2 separate regions of the Oryza sativa genome follow, and region 2 is linked to region 1. Evidence: chromatin contacts called from public HiCAR-type data. All regions are on one chromosome and are shown on one strand. The core of a region is the stretch at or near the end of the contact, and the rest is flanking DNA. Distances in the headings are between cores, read along the strand shown. Region 1 holds the start of LOC4330606 (protein trichome birefringence-like 19). Region 2 holds the start of LOC4330632 (MYB-like transcription factor ODO1).

What was found. HiCAR-type assays count read pairs that join an accessible place to other places.
Region 2: a contact with region 1 is called in a HiCAR-type map of leaf, with 2.5 times the contacts expected there. The contact joins the promoter of LOC4330632 here to the promoter of LOC4330606 in region 1. A contact is called at or near these places in 3 of 15 Hi-C or Micro-C datasets (leaf and an unstated tissue) and 1 of 4 datasets of contacts at active chromatin or transcription factors (leaf).

The regions. Positions count from the first base shown.
Region 1 is chr2:30,834,606-30,841,636 of ASM3414082v1, forward strand. It overlaps LOC4330606 (protein trichome birefringence-like 19), which reads left to right and starts at 2,565. Exons shown (of 3, transcript XM_015768416.3): 1 at 2,565-3,080; 2 at 3,162-3,713; 3 at 3,815-4,218. The coding sequence starts at 2,616. The coding sequence ends at 4,048. It overlaps LOC107276830 (protein trichome birefringence-like 19), which reads right to left. Exons shown (of 2, transcript XM_015771054.3): 1 at 6,924-7,031; 2 at 5,918-6,840. The coding sequence ends at 6,067.
Region 2 is chr2:31,031,488-31,038,518 of ASM3414082v1, forward strand. LOC4330632 (MYB-like transcription factor ODO1) reads right to left here and starts at 4,496. Exons shown (of 3, transcript XM_015769385.3): 1 at 4,278-4,496; 2 at 4,013-4,142; 3 at 3,139-3,917. The coding sequence starts at 4,410. The coding sequence ends at 3,413. LOC4330633 (mediator of RNA polymerase II transcription subunit 23) reads right to left here. Exons shown (of 20, transcript XM_015769629.3): 18 at 6,940-7,031; 19 at 6,380-6,483; 20 at 5,579-6,205. The coding sequence ends at 6,004.

The DNA of each region.
Region 1 (7,031 bases), core at 1,315-3,814:
CAAGATGGACGGGCCGCGAGGCCGGCCGCCGCAGGTAAAAACCTCCCCTCCTCGCAGCAGCAGACCATTAATATCATCTGTGAAAATGTTCCTTTGTGATACTGGTGTTTTCATAGGTGATTCTTGAAATTGATATACCTGCATGAGCTTGTCCAGGAGTTCATATATTTCTGTTGATAAATATTGGTCGTGCAGTTCAGAATTTCAGACTGTTCAAAAGTCGGTATTTAATTTCATGAGACTATAGTTATTAATAAACCTACCGTTCATGAGACTATAGGTGTTTTTTTTTATAAAACTGCAATAATAACAAATGATTTTATTAGAGAATTACTACTTAAACCCTTGTATGTGTATAACAAGTAGGCCCAACATGCAACAAGATGAGTATTCATCTCAGCATAACAGGTGGAAGTTGCAGCTTTATGATAAAAGCATATACTGTTGTTGTAGTTATCTGAAATGTTTAGTTAAAGTTGCGCAAATTGATAGTTTTGACAAAATAGTTAAAATGCTCTTAAATTTCTCTTTCTTTTTCTCCTTTTCAAAATCAACTAATCAATGGCCCTTTGCTCTTTTCTAAAAAAAAGGAAAATAAATATACCTTCTTTTCATTATGGAAGATTGTATGTTGCAAAATGAGTTTGTTAATTTACGAGGTTTTACCTAAGGAATTTACATGCATTTGCATCCATTTCTGAATATGCTGAACTCACTCATTCATTTATCAGTAGCAATACAAGCATCACTTATAAAAAAAAACTATCAGTGTGTCACGTACCGCTCGCGATCCTCATATGCATGTTCGCCTACTCCCTCGCCTGCTGCGCCATGCGGAAAAACAGCCGGCACTACTGATCAGTGATCACCTAGTGATTCTGCTGCCTGTTCCTTTCCTTGTCTGTAGATCAGAAGCTGTGTAGATTTTGTTCTGCAAATGGAACGATCATGTCTGGTGAGTTCATTCTTCATCCTGATTGAATATGATCTGCAAATGTAACCGGATATTTCAAGCAGAGAAAGAGCCCAGACATCAAGCTGAACTTTGGAACAACCAAGGTTTAGCTTTGACAAGTGCCCTCCATTCTGCAAGCTGTGGAAACTCTCGAGGAAGCTACGGAGGAGATCCAATTCACTGACTCTATTTTGTTTATCTTTGATCGCTGGAAATCCCATTTATTTTGTTGGTTACTATGGTCTGAATTCTGAAACGATTGAGCTCCTGCAGAGTGCAGGGCCCCCTTGTTTTCCAGTTTCCACGGCGATGATGCGTAGGAATGTAAACCAGACTTTTGGGACCCAGTTTACTGAATTTGGCACTGCGCCCTGTGTTTCTGCTATCTATTCCTTTCCTTGTCTCTAGATCAGAGGTTGTGTGAATTTTGTTCTGCAAATGAAATGATCATGTCTTTCTGATCGTGTTTGGTAGATTATTCAGATCGAATATAATCAGAAACTTAATCGGATAGTAAAAACAGAGTTTGGTTGGGGGGAAAAAAATCTTGGCATGTCTGGCTACCATCAAGCACAAAGTTAAATTTCGGAGCAAACAAACTCCAGTTTTTACTAGTGCTCTGCATTCTGCGAACGTGGAAACCAAGGAAGCTACGAAGCAGATCCTATTCACCAACCTTCCTATTGTGTTTTTATCTCTGACCACTGAAAATTCGATTGCTTTTGTCTCAAACTACTCCCTGCAGGCTGCAGCCTGCAGGGTGCCCTGGTTTCCACAGCGATCATGCGTAGGAATGTACTAACTCGGATTGTCGGGACACAGGTTTGCACGTTGTCCAGGAAACTGAATTTGACTTGAATCAAGTTGTGCACAAAAGAAAAATATGATGGTATGATTCTGAAAGCGACATCAGATTCTGAATCGAACACGGTAGCGTGAACAGTTTTGAGGTCCTAAACATCTCTGCAACCTGCCAATCATCCGGCAGTTTGCAGCGGTAGGGCTTCTGTTACCAAACTAATCAGTAATTAGAGTAGGTACAGTAGAATGACTCAGCAGGCTCTTAAAAAAAACTACACATCAGCAAAATATTACGTGGAAGGAAGAGAATCAAGGAGAGAGAGAATAAAGCGAGCGACTAATCTGTCGCCGGCGGTAGCACGGTTTCTCACGCGCATATCACTCGCAAGCAGCCAGCACGGGCGATAGGAAATAGCTTTTGTGGGCCCGCACCAACCCTACCTGATCCTGTGTGCGTTTTCCCTTCCGCTCCCCACTCCACACGGTCTTTCTGGTGTCTGATGGCTTGTTCAAATGGTCACAGGGATAGTGTTCACTCTTAATCCTATATGATTAATATGTGCATGAATAATTAATTGTTTAAATGATAACGTGCAGTTAACATAGTAGCCTATTAATTGTACTAGTTGATTTTAGTACTAACTATAAAATGATATGGAGGTAATTGGAGCTGTCAACGGCCTACACTATTAACCTTGCTCTTACGGATTACTATAATGTCTCCGTTAGTCGTGCAATGCAGATTTTGACCTCCACCGCCACGACGCCACCAACAAGCTAAAGCGAAGAGTAAACCATACTACTCTGCACCCTCCATTTCTCCTCTCCCAAGAGCACATCTCCTCGCTCTGATTTCATCATGAAATCGCAGAAGAACAACCTGCCTCTTCCCAAGCGATCGGCTGCCATCGCTGCGCCGATCGCTCTCCTCCTAGTGGTCGGGCTCATCTCGCTCTATGACTTCACCTTCGCTGATCGCTACCCGAACATTGACGCCGCCTCGTCATCGTCGTCGTCGTCGTCGTCGCCGTCTCCGGCCACCGTGAGTAAGTGCAACCTTACGCGGGGCGAGTGGGTGCCGGACGGCGAGGCGCCGTACTACACGAACCTGACGTGCCCGTTCATCGACGACCACCAGAACTGCATGAAGTTCGGCAAGCCGAGCCTCGAGTACGTGAGCTGGAGGTGGAAGCCGGACGGGTGCGAGCTCCCCCGCTTCGACGCCGCGAGGTTCTTGGAGGCCATGAGGGGCAAATCCATGGCGTTCGTCGGCGACTCGCTCGCCAGGAACCACTTCAAGTCTTTGCTGTGCCTCTTGTCCAAGGTGCGTAGATCAGTCTTGGCTTCTCTCTGCTCGATCTGTTGGTGATGAAATGGAGGCCGCTTGGTTATGAGTGTGTCGCAGGTGGCGCAGCCGGTGGAGCTCGTCGGCGCGGCTCCGGAGATCGACGTGACGGGGAGGGCGGTCCGGCGAGACTTCCGGTACGACAGCCATGGCTTCACGGCTTCGCTCTTCTGGTCGCCCTTCCTGGTCAAGGCCAACCTAGCGAACGCGACGCTCGGCTTGTGGGACCTCCACCTCGACACGGCGGACGCCCGGTGGGCGGCGCACGTCGCCGAGTTCGACTACGTCGTCCTCTCGGACACCAACTGGTTCCTCCGCCCGTCGGTGTACTACGAGGGCGGGCGCGCCGTCGGCCGCAACGGCGCCGCCCCCGTCACCAACGCGACCGAGATCGCCGTGCCCCGCGCCGTGCGCGCCGCGTTCAGCACGGCGCTCGGCGCGCTCGCCGCGGCGCCGGGGACATTCCGAGGCAAGGCGATCCTCCGGTCGGTCACCCCCGCGCACTTCGAGAACGGCGAGTGGAACACCGGCGGCGACTGCGTCCGCACCCGCCCGTTCCGGCGCGACGAGCGCGCCCTGGGCGCCGTCGAGGCCGAGTACCTCGCCGTGCAGGTGACAAGAACCTCAACACACCCTTTTGCATTTTCCAAGATTCCTATCGAACTCTCCGATTTAGCAACAGAAAATGTTGATGCGATCTGCTCGTGCCGCAGGTCGACGCGGTCAGGGAGGCGGAGGCGGCGGTGAGGAGGAACGGCGGCGAGCTGCGGCTGCTGGACATCACCGAGGCGATGGACCTGCGGCCGGACGGGCACCCGAGCCGGTACGGGCACCCGCCGGGCGGCAGCGTGGAGGGCAGCTTCGTTGTGGATTGCCTGCATTGGTGCTTGCCGGGGCCGATTGACCTGTGGAGCGAGCTGCTGTTCCACATGCTGGTTGATCAATAGTACTAGTATATACTCGTTCAAGTAGATCATGAGTTCAATTGCTCTACCAAAATTTCAAAGTGCTGCTTGTGGAATGCAATTGGTGCATTATACCTGGAAGATCATTTATGTGAAATCTGGAAAACTGTACTGTTCTGTAAATTGAGAAAGGCTAATAGATTGATTTTTTTTAGATGATAGATAGAAACAAGACTTTGTTTCAATAGAAGCTACAACCCCTTGTTACATCGTCCCTGACATAAAGCCAAATATGATACTACCTTCGTCCCATTTAAGTGTTAAGTGTAGTTGTGGGTTTCCGTGTCCAATATTTGGCTCTCCGTCTTATTTAAAAATTGTATGAAAAAATTAAAAAAAAATAAGTAACACATAAAGTACTTTTTATGTTTTATCATCTAATTACAATAAAACTACCAATCATTAAAAAAATTCAAATAAAACAAACGGTCAAACGTTGGATACGGAGATCCACAACTGCACTTACAATGTGACGAATTGAGTAATATCTAACAAATAATAAAGAAAAGATAAATTTAAGACCCACCAACAAAAAAAAGGGAAGAGATACAATTATTCATATAGCAATCCTATTAGTAAATCTCCATCCAAAGTTCACGAATATTTACATGACCATTGTCTTCAAGTTCCACTTGCAGGATTGACGAATTCTGTTTTCATCATGTCTTTGTAGCTTACCTAAACTGAAGCCAAATTGTCCTGAAAAGTACTTGTATATGATTTCTGGCATGCAAGATTGATTTTTTTTTCCTAAAGTGATATTGCACTTGCTAAACTCAATTGATCGATTTAAGTTTGTTTGCCTTTTGAAAAAAAAACAGAGAGAGAGAGAGAGGGCAGATGCACATTGTTCCAAACAAACACTGGGGTCGTTGACACTCCTATTTTATGAGGGACATTAGGTCAAGCTTCCTGTTCTTCTAAAAGAAAAATGGAAACTATGTCAAACTGTTAATCTTGTTGACTTGATTTAAATGAATACTCCTATTTTCTGTCTCGTGATTTATGCATGGTGACCATGTGGAGTGGAGATCCATGACTCCAAACTTCAATTCTCCAAAGTCCAACCGAGTAACCGACATTGCCATTGGCGTCTGGAGGCACAAAACTGGGAACTCAACGACGTGGAACGTGTACGCCATGATACCTGCCTTGTGGTAACAACTCCAGAAATGGAACCAAATGTCCAGATCGTGATCAGGAGCTGAGCAGACACTGCAGATATCATAATTAATCGTAATGTCCTTTCTATAACATAAGAAGTGCTTACTTAAAGTGCTTTGAGCTTAGCAGTTCAGCAAACATCTCGATGGGGGCCCTCCTCATTGGATTCTAAACAGATACTCTGTATATCATATGTTAGAATTCAGAATGTACTTACGTCAAAAAAAAATCAGAATGTAAAGATATTCAGTTAACAGCTATCTGAAGTTCTTTTTATGAATAACTTTTAAACGAGATGCAGTATTCCAGTTCTGCTGCAATTAATGTCCAAGATGCTGCCTGCTCAGCTTAATTCTACATCTTGGATCTGATCATCCCTTCAGAATTGATAATCCGTCCAAGCACACTGGGTTGACTTCGACGTGATACTATGGTTTTTGTTTATGCTGTCAGGAGGCCAACTGAGCACATTCTGTAAACCAGGAGAAAATCGCATCCAGTGCACACATGCTATCAGCAGTGAACTAGAGAGCTCAATTAATCTTCTTTTATGAGATGAGATGATATTGGCGTTTCAACCGGAACGAGTGGACGTCCAATCGAGTGATTAAAAGAGTTTCCGTTTCAACTGAGAAAATTGGCATTTCTTTTTACCGAAGAAAGCTTCTTTTGCGTTCTGTTGCAGGATGTCTCAATCGAACTTTTTGTACCTCAGTAAAACATCAAATGCGGTGTGACATCAATTCGCATCCAAAATTCCAAATGCATGCCACTTGTACAATACAATGCGAAGGAAGAGAAAACTAAGACTAGGTAGATGTATCATGCTCAGTTGCCTAACCACGGAGCAAGTGGAGCAGCAGCTCGTTCCAGGCGTCGACGGGGCCAGGCAAGCACCAGTGGACGCAGTCGATGCCGAAGCCGACCTTCTCGTGCGGCCAGTGGCCGTACTGCCCAGGGTGCCCGTCGCCGCGCATCTGCATCATCCCGCTGACGTCCATCAGCAAGAACCTCCCACCCGCCGCCGCCGCCGCCGCGGCGCGGAACTCCTCCACCTGCGCGGCGTGGAACGCGGCCTCCGTCTCCGGGAGGCCCGTCTCGTCGCTCCGCATGGGCCGCGTCCTCAGGCAGTTCCCGCCGTCGTACCACTTGCCGTTCTCGTAGTGCGGCGGCGCCACCGTGCGGACGATCACCGTGCCGCGGAACACGGGGTGCTCGCGCAGCGCGCGGAGCGCGGTCCGGAACGACGCGCGCACCGCGTACTCCGGCGGCGCCGTGGCGGCGGTGGCGTTGGGATCGCCGCCGTGACAGTCGTTGTTGCACCCGACGAGGCGGCCTCCCTCGTAGAGGATGGTGGGGCGGGTGAACCACTTGGCGCCGTTGAGCACGACGTAGTCGTAGCCGGCGACGCCGCGCGACCACTCCGGGTCGGCCTCGTCGAGGAACACGTTGTGCGGGTCCATGAACTGCAGCGCGCCGGCGCGCGTCAGGTTCCACCGCACCAGGAACGGCGCCCAGAACACGCACACGGTGAAGTTGTGCGCGCGGTAGTGGTACTTGCGCGTGCAGTGGATGCAGTCCTTGGCCTCGATCTCCGTCGGGAACTCCACCTGCTCGGCGACGATGTGTCAAGCACCGAAACGCGCGCCGTTACGTGCAACGTCGACGGCGGCGAGTGTACAAACGCGCGTACCTTGGAGAGGAGGCACATGAGCGACTGCATGTGGTTGCGCGCGACGGAGTCGCCGACGAAGGCCATAGACTTGCCGCGCACGAGGCGGAGGAAGGCGGCGGCGTCGAA
Region 2 (7,031 bases), core at 3,246-5,745, 200 kb after region 1:
CGAAGACGATAGGCCGAGCCGATGCTGAGCTGCGCGACGCGACGCAGCCGCAGGTGGGCAGAGGGGGAGACAAGACAACGGCACGACGGCACGGCACGAGTCGCCCCCGCGTCACGGGCGAAACGGATCGCGTCCGCGACTCCTCCGAGTAATCCAAAACTAGCCGAGCTCTCTCGAGTGGGCCGCGAGATTCTGGCCCAGTCTATGCCGCCTTGGCAACGCGGCCCGATCTCTCTCGAGTGCGTTTCTGGGCCGAATCGGTTTACAAATCCGTTTGCCGTTTTAACTGCTTGCGACGAGATTATTGTACGGGGCAAAGTTTCAAATCCCGGTTTTTGAACTCAAATCTCGCGTACTCATCGATCAACCGCTATGAAACCTTCCCGTTTCAACTTTCAAGTCGAGTATTAATTATCTTCCGGCATGGCTTTCTCCTTGCATGCATATCTGGATCGGTTGGTTGATGGCCACCTTTTCCTCCACTATCATTTCTTCTTCCCGTCGATCGATCATATCGATCGAGAGCCTGCAGCCTTTCTACAGTGTTTTGTGATCTTGTCGCTGCCGGAGCCCGGGCCTACTCGCCGGCTCGCCGCGCGCCGTTGTGCCACCGAGCGCGCGCGTGACCGCGATGCGCACGAAGGATAAAAAGGCTCGGTGTAATTGTGTGCGCTCCAAAAAAAGGAGAAAAAAAGAAGGCGCAGGGCCATGCACGCACCACATGATGACGCCTCGACGGCTCGACGCCCTTAACTTGCAAGGCGATCTATGGTGGATTGGTGGATCGCGCGATGGCGGTCGATCTCGATCATATATATTCTCGTGTCAACGTCGTCGTCACCGCGGCCGCAAGACGTACTCCACGCGGCCGCGCGCGAGCGACAGACCGACGGCTCTCCCGCTTTTGATGTTGATAATTCGGGTACCAAACTCGATCACTTTTGCAGAGTCGCTTATGTATTGGCCCGTCACGTCCGTCGACAACAGTAGCTATAGCCAGGAAATAGTAACTTATATGGCTTCCTTATTGATCACGGTTAGCTAGCTAGGCCTGATCAGGCCTTCAACTGACGTGGATTATATTCATCTCGACGAAAACTACTCAACAACAACAAGCACATAAACATGTTCGTCTGTAGTGTAGACTGTAGTACTATAGTCTATACTGTTCATCTTTTACCCGTAACTAGTACTGTAGACTGTAGTGCGTGTTGTACAGAGAAAATTCTGCAAATTGGTAAGGATTTGGTGTGTGTGCGGATTAGCATGCGTGTGCATGGCGAATTAAGGCGCGGCGGCCGGCCGTGCCACCGCCCCACGGAAGACGGCGGCTGCTTTGGTTGGGGGCAGGCAGGGATGGCCGGCCGCGGGCAGCCAACCGCAACAGCGCACGCTTCCACTAAAAAACCTGTAGTAGTATTCTATCTTCACTCAAAGCCCCCCCAAAGCTTCTTTATTCCCTCGCACTGACCACGACTGTTTGTTCATCAGACGACCTGAGAGAGAGAGAGAGAGAGAGAGAGAGAGAGAGAGAGAGAGAGAGAGCAACGGTAGTAGAGTAAAAAGCTTATTACGTGGGGGCAGTGGCACGATCGATCGATCTAGGATAGATCCGGGTTACGGTTTGTGGCATCATTGCAGCATTTGACACATGCCACCTGCAGCCGCGCTCTAATTTGCTTCGCTCTGAAAAAGTTAGTGTCGCCGCCCGCCCGCCCGCCAGCCGTGGCGAGCCACCTGGGCCTTTGCCGGCCGCTCGTCGATCGCCGGCCGGCCCCGTACTGCTGGCTCTCGCGCGCTCGCTCGCTGCTGCTGCGTGCAATGCATGAATATGAGGTGAATTTTGAGGGCATCATGATTTGTCGGCATCGATTGTTCATGATTTGGCACCGTGCCTGCGACTGCGGATTGGTGATCATACTAGGACTTTGCACTGATTTCCTTTTCTTTTTTTTTGCGGGTAGCAGCGAGCGCTTGAGACGTGAATGATCAGTCGATGCGATGCGATGCAGTGATGCGTCCTACTATTACTCTCTTTACACTTTTACAGGCATGCATGCTGCGCCTCAAGAGGCGGTCCGGACCGCATGCTATGATGTATGCAGCTATGTACATACGTGCCTGTTCAGAAGTCAGAAGGGTCGCGTTTGAGACGTCAGGGCCTTATTTTCAGTACTACTCCTAGCTACGATCAGAAGAAAATTTAAACATACGTTTACAATGTACTAATTAATACATTATCGTGTTATCTACTCATAATCTCATATGCGTTGTAATGTACTAATACATTATCATCAGGTACCCTTTCGATTGATTGGCCTATTGCAAGTTTGGAACCACGAAAGGGTAAGGTGACGCAAGCGCTACGCCATGGTGAGGTCACGCGGAGGAGGGGGCGCATGCAGGCGCGCAGCTGCCGCCATCGGCATGCAGTGACATCGTGGTGCAAACTGCAGGGGACGTCAGGTCGATGGGACACTGCACGCACGTAGCTCTCGCGGGTCGCCGCCCGGCGGATCGGCTGCGGGGCACATCGACCGATCACACGTCGGGCAGGGGCGTATGCGTATGTATGTGCGGCGGCCACCCAAAAATGTCAACCTGGGCCGCGCGGCGCCGGCGACCGGGCACCTACCGGCCGCCGGGCCGAGCACCGAGTGGCAGTCGACACCACGCCGACGACGCATCACGCATGTACGTGCGTAGGCGGTAGTGCGATACAAGCTAGCTTCGTTTTCATACTTTCATGGCTGACAAGTGTGTCTGGCACTGTATAATGTGCCTGGTATCCTCAAGGGGCCTTGATCAGTTGATCGTTCGGAGTGTCAAATCACACGCTAGCTTTGAGTGTTGTTGCTTAGTTTTATTCTCGTCTAAACCTCGCCAAATAAAGAAAGCGTTTTCAGGAGGATGCTTTTGTGTAGTGTAGCCTTTCTATCCCTTGATTGGTCCACGCACGGTTTAGAAATTTTAGATCATGGTATGTTCTGAATACTACTCCACTAAAGTGCTACTTTATCCAGACTGGAGATAAATCTGGTGAGCTTGGCTCCAGGCTCTCTGCTGTGTGTCATCATTTGAACAAATCCATGTATTCAACCAAGCTCCTTTTAAAAGAACTTTCTCAAGAGCAAAAAAGAAAAAAAATGGACTAAGATTTTGATGTTTGCTCATAAGGGATGGATTCCCCGAAATGAAGTGAACTGCAACTGCTTGAACACTTTCTACATTTTTTATCACAAAACACACCAAACCATTTCTTCTCTTCTTCATTGTCAACAAATATGCATGCTTGTCATGGACGAATTCAATATAGGAAAACAAAGAAGAGTGAAAGAAGAAGATATGAATCTCAACTTCACGGCCAATCTAATTCTACTCACGGACGTAAACTCTCCTGTCAGGATCAGGATCACATCCACACATCTTGATCAAAGCCAACGTCAGAGCATTGGTCGAACAACATATCGACGCCAATGGCGCTGCAGCCGCCATCGTCGCCGCAGGCAGACAATAAGCCAGCCCAGTCAATGTCAAGAATGGCATCCACCTCGAAGAGGCCGGGCCAGTCCACGTCCGCGCCGGGTGTCGCGGCGGAGGCCGAGGCGGACGAGGAGCATGACGACGACACGGCGGAGGCGGATGAAGCAGCGCAAGCGACGCCCTGTGGCTGGGCGCTCGTCGGCGTCTCCTCCTCCTCCTCCTCCTTGTCGTCGGCACCGGTGCCGCCGGAGACGGACGGTTCATGCTGCTGCTGCTGCTGCTTCAGGGGATCAGGCTGAGCGAGTGACATCACCGGCCGGTGAGTGACGGGATCAAGGCCCATCTTCTTGAGCTTCTTCTTGATGTGGGTGTTCCAGTGGTTCTTGATCTCGTTGTCCGTCCTCCCGGGGAGCCGTGCCGCAATCTTGGACCATCTGTACGCACGCACGCGACGCACAAAAACACCATGAGATTTTGGATCGAGTGGCGGCATGCATGCGGCAGCATCTGATTTTGGAGGCATTGTCACCTGTTGCCGAGCTGCTCGTGGAGGTCAATGACCAGCTTCTCCTCCTCTTCGGAAAGGAGGCCCCTCTTGAGGTCGGGCCGCAGGTAGTTCGTCCACCTCAGCCGGCAGCTCTTCCCACACCTGAGCAGCCCTGCGAGTGAAACATAGCAAAAACCCGAAGGCACAGTCACTCCCATTGCAGTTGCAGGACGATCTGCATGTTAACGCGAATCCTTTTCCCTTTCGCGCATCAGATGGAAACACATGGTCATGCATGCTCATGCACCTGCGAGCTTGGGGACGAGCCTCCAGCAGCAGTGGCCATTGGAGAGGAGGAAGGTGACCAGCTTCTGGTCCTCGTCGGCCGTCCATGGCCCCTTCTTCAGGCCAACCTTCTCGCAGCACGGCTGCCTGCCCATCACACGCTGATCCCTGATTTGCGAGGCTATCTGTATCTCACGAGAGGGATGAACTGAGCCTGATGAGCTCACCCGAGTCTTAATTTGGAGAGGTTCCGGCGCTGCTCGGGGATTAATAGATGCGGCCAGAAGTGGAAAGGCCGAGGCGAGTCGTAGGCGTGACGGCGTCAGGCCGTCACTGACATCGGCTGCGAGCCTCCTGGCCCTCCAGGCCTCCAAAATGCTGTTACGCGTACACGTGTAATCTGGACTGAGCTCTCGACGGGGGCGTTGTCTGCGTAGTGTCAGTACCACTGCAGTCTGCAGAGGATCCACGTCCTTGAGCAGTTGTGTCACAGCTCGCTCACCCTGTGCACAGCAGCACAGGACAACTTCTACGAGTACAATACAAAGCATTTTTGCATTCTCTAGTGATATCCATTATTCACCAACGGAAACGGAGTATACTCCAACGGAAATAAATATAGAGAAATCACATATATATATATATATAAATTTTTACTTGTAGCAAAATTTTTAATTCATTAAATTTAGTAGTAAAAGTATTACTTATAGTGACGTGGACAAATTATAGACGTTCAACTTTTACAAATCTCATACGTCCATTTTTTTTATCCTATAATAGTTTCTATGTTTATATGCAGTTTCTACCGTATATTTTCGCCAACAACTATGCAACACATCCACCACCTTGTTATGTTTGATAAGATAAGCTTGTGTTGACCCTATAATGGTATATAACCATGAACCTTCGGCGTTTACAAAGCCAACCTCGATGTAGTACTGTCTACAGTAGTCTGCAGTGCAAGAATGCGGAGGTAGTAACCTGAACGAACGATATTTTGAGCATCCCCTTTCGAAGATGTGCATTCAAGTAACATGATAGCCACAGCTCACGGTGATAGTACATTGTTCACAGCTGCCCACTTATGGGAATGGTCGTTATCTGAAATGTGAGTGGTCCGTTCTCTCCGTAACAAATTTGCAAGAATTCAATCTTCTGATAAGAACCGTACATGGATGGCGAGGCCTGACTCTGACCATCAACCAACTGCTTGTCTAATAGCATCACTCCACTGATTGCCGCGCATTCCTGCGGTCGTGCAAATAAATACAGCTCTGACGAGCTGCAACCTGAATGGAGTAACGAATAATCGTATGCCTGGCCTGATAGAATTTGGTGTTTATGTTATAAATTCTGAATCAAGTATTTTACATTCATGTACAACAACGCTAGCTACAAAGTGAAAACATGGATCGGGAGAATAATGTCTCTCTCTAACCACTAGGGCAATCTCAATCTACATCCCGGCCTAATGAAGCTATTAGTTACAACTACTGTAAATCATCAACCTTTATCCCTCCAGCAAGATCTAGGGGATGAGGTCTGGTCTATTTTACAACATTCATGAACTTGTAATTTTCATTTAACAGGCTAATTTTCATTCATGAATTTGTGATGGCCATAAGGAGCAAGCAAATTTTCATTTAACAAGCAGCGGCAATTAGAATCTCGCCTTCTAGAAACACATTCGAACAACCTCCCATCTTTCCGACTGAAATATGTCAGTTCTCCTCCATGGCCTTGTAATACTAAGATGGGTTTTGAACTAACTTGGGGTGAGTAGCTGCGTAAACTGAAGAGTTTGGATCAGTCTTCAGGTGGGATAGAAGATGTTGCACATCTGGCCTCAGAATTTCCATTACTTTCCCACATAACGTCAATATCTCTAGTTTGGGCTTGCTAGTGCTCTGAACGGGACCTCCTTGACCCTCATACATGACTGCATGGTGCCTATTTTAGCAACAAAGAAAAAAAATAACTGTTATAAGACTATATATAGAGAACGATGCAGTGAGAATATAATGCAGAATGAGTTATGCAGTAACAATTAGTGTAGAAGGAGAACTGAAACAAACTGCATGCCAGGGAAGATGACAAGTGCGGAAAAGATGAAGTGCGCCTTACAAGAAGTCAATTATGTCAGCAATTTCCGATGCCTCCACAGGAGGTGAAGCCTGAGAATTCTTCCCAAATACATCCCCCAACACATTGAACAGCAAAGCCAAGGTCTGTAGATCCCAGCAGCATATACTAAATTAGTAGAGAACGGAAGACAGTAGTTTCTTCATATAGAATTACTGTGGTGTGTAGGTCAAGATGAACAAATCTCGTAATAGGATGTACATGGACCATAGAGTAATAAAGCAAAAGTGAACTGCAGTTCGTTTTTTAGCTTAATTGCATAAAAGGACAACACAAAGCAATACAGAAAACTACATAATGTTTTTTTTCTGTGTTCGATTAGTAGGTTATGCCACCAAAAGATGTAATTAAATAAAATTTTGAAGATGTTAAGAGACAAAGCACGATCCTGTAATAGCTACTGATTGCAAGTAAACATATATTGATCCAGTTCAAAGCGCCAATATCATACGAAGTTGTCCCCAGCAGTTAACTCAAAATCAATTCCAATTTATTAATGCAAAAATCTAACCATCAGGAAGTGGTAAGCAAACCAAGAATACCTTCATGAACAGAGGTCGAGCAAAGGCTAGACGAGGCAACAAGGGACCCAATATGCGGAAAGCAATTCTTAACATGGCAACTGAGTTGACTG